Regions from separate parts of the Mus musculus genome. Here region 1 is linked to region 2. A link is a contact called in public HiChIP or PLAC-seq data. All regions are on one chromosome and are shown on one strand. The core of a region is the stretch at or near the end of the contact, and the rest is flanking DNA. Distances in the headings are between cores, read along the strand shown. Region 1 overlaps Rad51b (RAD51 paralog B). Region 2 overlaps Rad51b (RAD51 paralog B).

Region 1 (4,596 bases), core at 1,872-4,371, 170 kb after region 2:
TTCTATATCGACAGCCGTAAGTTGGTGTTCTTTCACTTCGGGTAACCGCATCCACTGCATGCAACCCCACTCTCCTGTTCATGGACATTTTTTACAAAGATTTACTTATTTCTATTTTACGTGCATGTGTGTCTGTGTACAACATGCAGCCCTGTGCCTGAGGAAGCCGGAAGACTATCAGATCCCCTGGACTAGAGTTTCATCTGGTTGTGAGTGACCATGTGGCTGCTGAGAGTTGAACCTGGGTCCTCTGCCAAAGCAGTAACTCTGACCCATTGAGCCGTTTTTTTCAGAGCCCCCTTTAATTTTGATTATTTAGAGCAACGGGTCTCCTTATAGATCCCTTAGTAGGCATGCAGGAGGCTTCTCTAGGAATTGCTGAGAAGGGCAGAGGTTTCCAGAGGCTCTGCAGGGTTTCTGTCCACTGTTCCACTTGAGCCTCCCCTCTGCAGAGATTTCCCACTTTCCACTCCCACTGAAGTTAATGAACTGATTTCTGTGCAGTCCATAGCATTGTGAGGCTTTTGCTGATTTTCCTAAGCCGGTTTGTGCTTCTAACAATTCTGCCTTTGGAATGGAAGATTTTGTGTCCTCTAGCAAGAGCTACACAGCATGTGTGTGCTTCTAATGTCTACTTAGGTGGTTTCTGGTGAGAATTGCTTCCCTGCTTAAAGTTAGCTACACACACATTTCCTCCAAGAACCCTGTAGGCTGGTCCACCACTTTCTTCTTCGGGTAAGGAAGCGGTTCCAAGAGGTGAAGTCCATCCACCCCCTCCAGCATCCAGCCTGGGCCTGAGGTTTAGAAACTCCCCTGCCTTGGCAAGCCCTGTAGCCACTTAGCTCTCAGGGTTGCGAGGCCTCTGTTGACAAGCTGCAAGCCAGTCTCAAATCTTAAATCTTGATATTCTAAGCTAAACGATACATCAGTCATCCCAACCTAATGATCCCTTGAGAAATTCTCGAGGGTAGCTGGCTTGTAACTTTGCTGGGTATAACCCCTAGGTTAGACAGTGCTGCACAGCTCAGAGGACTCCTGCTTTCTCACACAGCACTGCAGAGGAATGGGGCTTGAAACTGGCACGTTTGTTCAGGGACCCAGTCTAATGGCTTACCGCTCCACCACACCTCAGACACGACCGACCGTTGTTGTTTTAGCCCAGAATGGCTCAGCATCTTGTCTTCCACCAGGCAGCAGGATTTGTGTTTGGTGGATACATGGTGAGACGAGAGGGAACCCATTCCTCTTCCTTTAAGGACCCAGAAGCTAACACGCTTTATTTCTGCTTACATGATGTTGGCCAAGCCGTAGATGAAATGCTTAACGGAAAGGTTGAAAATGTTAGTAATCTCAGTAGTCATATGCCCAAGTAAATGAGATATTTCAAGAACACACCCCCTTCGGAGGCCAGTTACAGAGACTGCAGGGGCTCTCGTACAGATGCTAGGCCGCTCACAGCCTTGAAATGCAACACTAATACTGGATGATTAAAAGTTCTGTCTTTTTCTCTTTGGTTTCTGAGACTGTAGCAGGCTAGAACAGTCAGTTACTCTTCCAAAAATCCTGTCCCAACCCCACCTCAGTCTTTTAAGCAGGAACTAAAGTGTGTGTTTTAACTAGTATGGAAGGAAGAAACTAGAGAATGAACTTGGGTCCAAAGTCATAGACTACACATGGTTTTTTCCCCCCCCCCAACTGTTTTTCTTTTTCCCTGCCTACACTTTTGCTTTCTTTATACATTCGTTGAAAGATAGCTAGAGAAGAAACCCCTTTATTCTAAGACCTGGGCTATACTTAGGCTGGCTGTGTGCTCCTCTGGTAGAATCTGGAAGTCATTCACAGAGCTAGGAGTTTGCATTTGTTAAAACACCCAGGTAATAATACGAAAAGATGTTAAATCATTTGTTGATTTTCTTCAAAAAAAAAAAAAATCACTTCCAAAAGGGCTTGGCGTTCTTTCTCAAATATGATTTAAGCCCCATGATGGTTAGTTTAGTTCAGAACATGCTAGTTGAACACCTATTGTTTACAAAGCTCCAGATGCAGAGGACGTGGGGGAGGGAGAGGCAAAGTCCCTTCTTTTTAGCTCAAAAGAAGATGTAGTTAGATAAATTTAATCAAAAACAGACGGACACCTGTTGCAAAGGTTTGACACCCCCCCTCCCCCGATAGGGCTTGAAAAGGATAAAGAGAGAGATTCTTTCCAGCTAGGGATGACCAGGCATGGTTGCCTGAAAGCATGCGGGCCTTGAATTGGATTCAGCTGGTGAATACTGACAAAACCTGCATCCCATTGTCTCTTTTTACTGTTTGAGGATAGATCTGGAGACCCTGGGGAATGCTGGCTACTTCTAGCACTGACCCTGATTAGTGACAAATGTTGAATCGTGCTGACTAATGCGTTCTAAATGGATTGACTCAACAATAAAGGGACATCGAGAGTCAAGAGTTCAGGTCCTGACTCTCACCCATGTGATGAAATGCAAATCGCTTCGCGCTTCCTCCTCCTCTTTGCTTTCTCTCTCTCTCTCTTTCTCTTTGTTTGTTTGTTTTATTCATCGATTAAAACATGTTTGTCCTGAGAATCAGTAGGTTACCTTGGCTAGTAAGTGCTTTACAAACTTCAAGGGTGGCAGAAATGCTGAGCAGCTACTACTACTGAGGACAGGCTTATTGCAGCCTTACTTTATTTCACAATCCATACCGAATCAGTCTGTCCGTCCATCCGTCACACGCTGCTCACTGACCATGCAAAACTTCCATTTCCTCACATGTGCCCCGGGAACTGACAGAGAGTGAACTGCACTCACTGACAAATAGGGGAGCTTTTGAAAAATCTTCCATCAACCTACTGGGGCGTCCGGGCCTCTGGACAACAACTGTCAGCACAAAACTAAGCACCCTTCCGTTGTGCACACCGCTCTCTCTCTCTTCTGACACCTCCCCAGCTTGAGAACCTGGCCTTCCATGTCCAGATGTTTACTGAATTCTGAAGCCCCCCCTTCAAAGGGCCCAAATTCTTTTGTTGCTCTTCAAATCATTTCCCACAGAGACTGACCAGTGTCCTGAAGGAGCCCTTCAATAGGGAGGATAAATGGAGGCCGATGAAGACACGACCCCCTGAGGCGTGCCCGCAACCACTCTAACAAAGGGCCTGAGGCACAACCTTGTAAGGAGTGTTTTGGTCAGCAGCATCCCTATGAGAGGCCACGTCTCCCCTACGGGGCTGCTTTCAATGGCTCTCACCATAGTGGACGTCCTGGGCGTTTGTTAAGGGCTGTGGGGTGCTAGGTGCAGCATAAAACATCTAAATCGGGCTCACGGCCTTTGTGAGGGCTTCCTGAGACCACAGAAGGCAGCTGGCTTTCTCAGGAGAAACTTAGGGGTAACAAAGCCAAAGGGGGGGCTCCTGTGTCTTTGGATGATCCTGTCCCACCTAGTAGAGATAGACTTCCCCTTTTGTCTGTGGCTCTTTGGCAGTCAAAGCCAGAGTTGCTGGACCTTAACCCTGACTGGGCCATTTCTGAGTGTCTCTGGGGCATGCAGTGGTTGACTCTGTGGGAGGGGACCCCTGCAGCAGGGAAAGCTTTGGTTAGGTTACTAGTGGCAAGCTAGTACATTTCATGACAATTTCTTTTTAACTTTCTCTTTCTTTTTCTTCTTAGTTTTTTCCCCCTCCCTCTCTTGTTCCTTTTAGGCCACGAAAGACCATAGGGATACTGTGACCTTTGTCTAGTGCTGATTGCATGTGACTCATGAAATGAAACAGGACTGCGCTGCTTGGAAAAAGGAAACGGAAGCCAACATAATGAGGATTAATTGGTTGGTTGCTGTTGAGGTGGTAACAGTGATTTCAGACCCGGAAGGTGAAGATGAAGAAGCCTTTATCCAGTCTCTGGATGCAGAGGCTAGGGGCTCCACCACCGTGGGATGTCAGCGGCCATCGTAATAATTTGCACTTACACAGCACCTTTCAGCCATGCCCCTCAAAGTGGTTCAGCCACATTAATTAATTAAAGCCCACAATCCCCCTAGGGAGAGCAGGAGGGGGACTAACAAGATTTGTAATTACAGAAGGGAACATTTCCGAATAAAGTATTGTTCCGCAAATAAAAAGAATAGGTGTACAAAGAACCGGGGTCTCCAAAGAGTAACTGATTCACAAATGAAATATCGAAACCGTGGGGGAAACTGAAGGCGGCCATGGGCGTGGGGGTCTGCTCTAGTGTCAGAGGGAGGTCGATGGCCTCAGAACTCGCTGACAGGCTCAGACCTCACTTCGGAGCAGAGCGTGCATGGTATTAGTGTTGTTTGGAAGGTCATTAGTGCTGTGACTATTGTAAGTATAAATTCACGTTCCACTGGTATATTGTGCATAGCCTCGCAGAACAAAGAGTGAAATTCTTGCAGTATTTAATAAAGGATGAAGTGGTTTCTTTAGAGTTGAAACCCAAAGCTGGGCCACTCAATTAGCAAATAAATCAATTGGTGACCCATGGGGTAATTCAGTCCTTTCCCTCGGATCCCCAGCCCACCAGTTCCCACTGCCCGGAGGCTCCTAGCTGAAGTATCAGATTGAGATGGTTCAGTGCAATG
Region 2 (4,684 bases), core at 1,798-4,297:
TTCTGTGATGGTCTCTGTCTGCTTCAAAGAGATAGGATTTTTTTTTTTTGACAAGAAGTAAGAGATTGACTTATCTGCATTTAAAGAATATATATTTAGAACACAGTTTGAAATTATGCTGGTCCAGTAAATGGGTAAGGGTGGGTTCCCTTCTAAGATCTATGACCTCACTAGTCCTATGAAGTTAAGTAGATTTCCTGTGCTAGACATGATTTCCCTCCTGTTGAGCAGGACTTAAGTCCAATTAGGCATCTGTTGGTTGCCACTGTTACACCTTTAGGTATATCATACCATGCTGATCATTGTTGCAGTTCATAGGCATCACTGCTTCCACCTTATTTTGTGAACCTGGAACTCATTGATTAGCAAGACTGGATGGAAAGCAACCCCTCTGTGATTCTCCTCTCTCAGCCTCCATAACTGGCTTTTTGTAGAAGCTGATGGTCTGAATTTAGGTTGTCGGGCTTGTACAGCCAGCACTTTACCCACTGAGCCATCTTCCCAGATTTCTTTATCTGATTTTGCACTGAACAACATGGAACTTGATTACTCTGATATTAGCATGCCTTGGTCTGATGAACTGAATCAGTAAATCATGAGGCCATGCATTTTCATGCAAAGAACTTTTCCTTGGAAGAACCAGGGAGCCATATAGGACTGATTTGAGTCTGACTCACGGTGCTGTTTAATCTGAGAAAAGCAGGATAATAATGTTGACTTGCCTGGGTTGAGAGGATGAAATAAGTTAAATAAATGTCAGACAGGCACTCAGTATGGAGTCTGTAGATAGGAAGAACTGAATCAAAGCTGGGTTCCATTCTCCCTTTCTGCATTTGGAATAGGAACCCAGAAGGGGACCTAGGGACCCAGAATGACATCAAATCCCTTGAAGTTTACACTGTAAGCAAGGATTTACAAAGATTAAAAAGACAAATCTTTATGATGAGTACCATCATAAATGGCTTGGCTCAACTGACTTCCCCTCTTTGGACTCCTTTGAGACCAAGAAATATTTCTGTTAAGTCTTGTTAAAAGAAAAATAACACATGTAGAGTAAGTCTTGCAGTGAGTTCCTTAATACTGATGCTGAAGTAGGTATATTAAAAACTGAGAAATTAGTTGAAGATAAATATTTGGGAAGTTATTCATGAAAGAGTTGAGAGTTCACCTGGATGCTGAAATACAAAATCTTAAGAAAGAGTGAAGGGAGGGGGATTTCAGACTGGGCCATTTGGGATGGGAAGAGTGAGAACCAGAGGAAGTGAACCATGAGACATAAACAGGTTCTAGAATGGCTGTCATAGCAAAGGTAATGTTCATTAAACACCTATCAGGTATCAGGCTTTTTAAGAGCATCTCACATGCTGTCCTTTGTCTTCACAATAGGGATAATTGCTAACCCAATTATGTAGCTCAGGAAAATAAGGCATAGAGAGAGCAAATGATCTACCTAAGTGTAGACCTGGTGTTTCACTACTGTTAAGAGAAGGGAGCCAGCCGGGCACTTGGGAAGCAGAGGCAGGCGGATTTCTGAGTTCGAGGCCAGCCTGGTCTACAAAGTGAGTTCCAGGACAGCAAGGGCTACACAGAGAAACCCTGTCTCGAAAAACCAAAGAAAGAGGGAGAGAGGGAGAGAGGGAGAGAGAGAGAGAGAGAGAGAGAGAGAGAGAGAGAGAGAGAGAGAGGCCAGGATGTTTGAGTCTGGAGCCTGCCTACCCCTCTAACCCATGATGGCTAGTTGACTTAGTTCTCAGTTTCCCTCATACACTAAGGATCAGTTAAGACCAGTCTGTGAATGAAAGTATAAAAGTGCCATTACTCATGTTAATGATGTCAGATGAGTGGTGCCAGAAAGCCAACTGAAAACGAGGGAGGGAAAGATGTAAGATATCGGCTTCAATATGTAGTTCTATTGGTAAGATGAGCCGGTGGACGTTGCACAGACCTAGTCATCACCTCCAGCAACTCTGAGGCCTGCCAGAGCCTCACATTTCCTCTCAGACTCTGCTCCAGATGGCTGTTTCCAGGTCACCAGAGTGAATGGCAGAGAGAAGAAACTGGTTTGTCATCTGGCATTGGGCCTTGTTCCTTAGGTGAGATGGGTCCTTGCCAGCCTGTAGCCTCTGACTGGGGGTTTGCTCACTAGTGGTCATGTTGGAGAGTGCCATACCAAGGGCTACTAGGTAAGTATTTGGCCACTTACTATATTTGTTCTTGACCTATTCTTCTTCTGTCTCTTCTTTGTTGACTCTGTCTGATTGTGTCTAATTTTCACTGTTTGTGTCTGTATCAATGTCTTCTAAATATGGATGTAGAAGCATGGAATCACTCTGCCTCAAAAATAAAATTGTCCATCTTTGAGGACATGAAATCACTTTTGTACATGAGTATCTGATAAAGCCGCTGACTTGGGGATTTCTAGGTAGACCAGTTAACCAACCTTTGAACAATGGCCGACAGAGTTTCATGCTACAGATTCACTCTGGAGATGGAGATAATTGGACCTGCCCCGTCAGTGAGCCCATGCTGGTTAGGATGCCACACCACTTAATTGGGAACATAGAGATAAGGCAGGGATATTAGCACTGCTCTGCGCCCCACAGGACGTATCTGAGGTTCCTCTGAGCTTAGCCCCTGTCTACAATAAGCATACATTAGGCTGGAGGATCAAAGTTGGTGTTGATGAAGTTGGACTCCCCCCAAGAGTTATATCTTCAGTCTCTTTGGGGAGCAAATGACTCAATAGAACGATTTTTCTTGGCCCCAAATGAGTGTAAGGAGGGGGAGTGAGTGAGTAGCAGCCGTCTATGATGGTACTTATCACAAAGCCGTGTCTTTCTAACCCTCCTTGCAAACCGAAGGGAGGGGAATCCCCAGCACCAAGGCATACACGTGAATAGAAAGCACCACAAGTAACAAAAACACCGAAAAAGGTCATCAGAAACTCGGGGCGGGAGGGGGCTGGAAATTCACCTCCCTGCCTGTCTGAAGAGCTCAGTAGGCAGGGATGAGGAAGTGGGCAAAGACAGCCGAACAAACTTCATGCACAGTGACTGCCACAGAAAATGCACAGAACAGCTGGTAGGAAAGTTTCTTTCACATCCGTGTGAACCCCAGAGCCATCTGAAAATGGGCCACCTTCTTTTCCATACCTAGGTAGCCAGCCTTTCTTGGCCCCGTGCTAACTGCAAAATTTGATATAGTTGGTAAATAGACCACTGGAAGCCACAGTGGTTACCCTGTCACAAGTAACCAAGAGACTGTGTCATTTCCTGCAGTGGGCCCAACACTGCCAGGTTGGGCTAGAGGTGAAAACTGCACACTGGCCTGCTACCACAACTGGTGCCACCACCCTCCCAACCCACCCCAGTCTCAGACCCAACAGGTCAGTCCACTGGGGCCAGGCAGGGAACATGTTAATATACAGCTAGAACTCACCATACCTATAAGCCACAGCCCCACAGTTGCTGGCCACAGATTTTCCCTAGAGTATCCATTCTACGGGTAATTAGGCCAAAGAGAAAGCCTCACCATCGTGCAGGGCAGTTACCCCATACCTGGTGTGAACAAATGGCAGACACTGTCCTTCCTCCTCCATCTCCCGGAACTCGGTGGTGGAGGTGATGGTAGTAGAACGCTTAGGGGTGCCCTCAGTGACTGAAGAGGTGAGCATGGCAAGCTGAGGAGATTTACCATCCTTCCATATGTGCTGTCCCTCACACAGAGCCTGTCTTTCCTCCAGGGACTCTTGATCAGCAACACTCTTTTCTCCAGCTCGGCTGTGGATTGCTTTGGTCTGCTTCTCCCAGGGTGTACACTCCAGGGGAAACCCTGCAGCCAGCAACTGGGGTGCTGTGGCCACAGGCATGGCGAGTTCTAGTTGAGTATCGGTTTGTTGCTCCTTGGTCTTAATGACCTTAGCACCTGTTAATTCTGGGACATAGGGAAGGGCAACGATTGAGGAAGACAGTCCACTAGAGAGATCTGTATTCGCAGATCACTGTGCAGTGTGAACTGAAGTCTTCACACAATGAGTTCAAATATGCCCAAGCCATCTCCCTCACTGTGTTTCCCTCTCCTTTTCCTCAGCCGCTCTCCGGCATCTCTGGGCAGAGCAGCTTCCTTAAGGTTGAGGCTAATGAAAGTCAATGACAGTCCTGGAGTTTTGTGTACAACAGCAGAACTAAGGCAAACTGAGACATGTTAACATTTTTCCTTCATAGCCCCTTCTACTAATAGCCATCAGAATATATTAATTCTCGCCATAGCTTTTGTGGACTCAACACTCTAAAGAACAGAGGGGTTAGGCACACTTCCCAGAATTGCTCAGCAGATTCGTGCCAGAGCCAAAACGAAATATAGGCAGGCTGCTGGAATCCCACAGGCGTGTTTTCTTCTGGTCAAATTGGAGCTTGGTGTTTTATGACAAATATTTAAAAAAAAGAAAAGCCTTGACAACGTTCACATTTTCCCAGATAGCCATTGTCCTACATTCAGTCCCTCACAATGGAAATAGCAGACTGGCATCCCAAAGCCTTATCGGTTCTTTATTGTAGAGCTGATAGTTGATATTCTCTGAGCTGAAGAGGGACATGATCTCTCTCTATTTCTCTCTCTCTCTCTCTCTCTCTCTCTCTTTTCATCATGGAATGATTTATAATTTTCCAGAGCTTGGCAAAACTAA

Evidence for each region. HiChIP or PLAC-seq counts read pairs in DNA pulled down with a chosen protein or histone mark.
Region 1: an H3K27ac HiChIP or PLAC-seq map of microglia shows a contact between it and region 2, with 3 times the contacts expected there. The contact joins two enhancer-like sites. A contact is called at or near these places in 1 of 15 datasets of contacts at CTCF or cohesin (the NIH/3T3 cell line), 3 of 484 Hi-C or Micro-C datasets (the G1E-ER4 cell line, the N1E-115 cell line and Th1 cells) and 1 of 115 datasets of contacts at active chromatin or transcription factors (microglia).

What each region holds. Positions count from the first base shown.
Region 1 is chr12:79,810,245-79,814,840 of GRCm38.p6, forward strand. Rad51b (RAD51 paralog B) reads left to right here. Exons shown (of 11, transcript NM_009014.3): 11 at 3,698-4,446. The coding sequence ends at 3,714. Among named protein-coding and RNA genes, the nearest start is that of Gm36048, 14 kb to the left of the region's middle. Within about 2 kb of position 3,122, at least 30 of the 459 cell types and tissues checked have an H3K27ac peak or open chromatin away from gene starts, as enhancers often do. A contact at or near this core is called in the N1E-115 cell line and microglia, where this site is marked.
Region 2 is chr12:79,643,839-79,648,522 of GRCm38.p6, forward strand. The region is part of intron 7 of Rad51b (RAD51 paralog B); the gene reads left to right. Among named protein-coding and RNA genes, the nearest start is that of Gm36048, 150 kb to the right of the region's middle. Within about 2 kb of position 3,048, at least 126 of the 459 cell types and tissues checked have an H3K27ac peak or open chromatin away from gene starts, as enhancers often do. A contact at or near this core is called in the N1E-115 cell line and microglia, where this site is marked.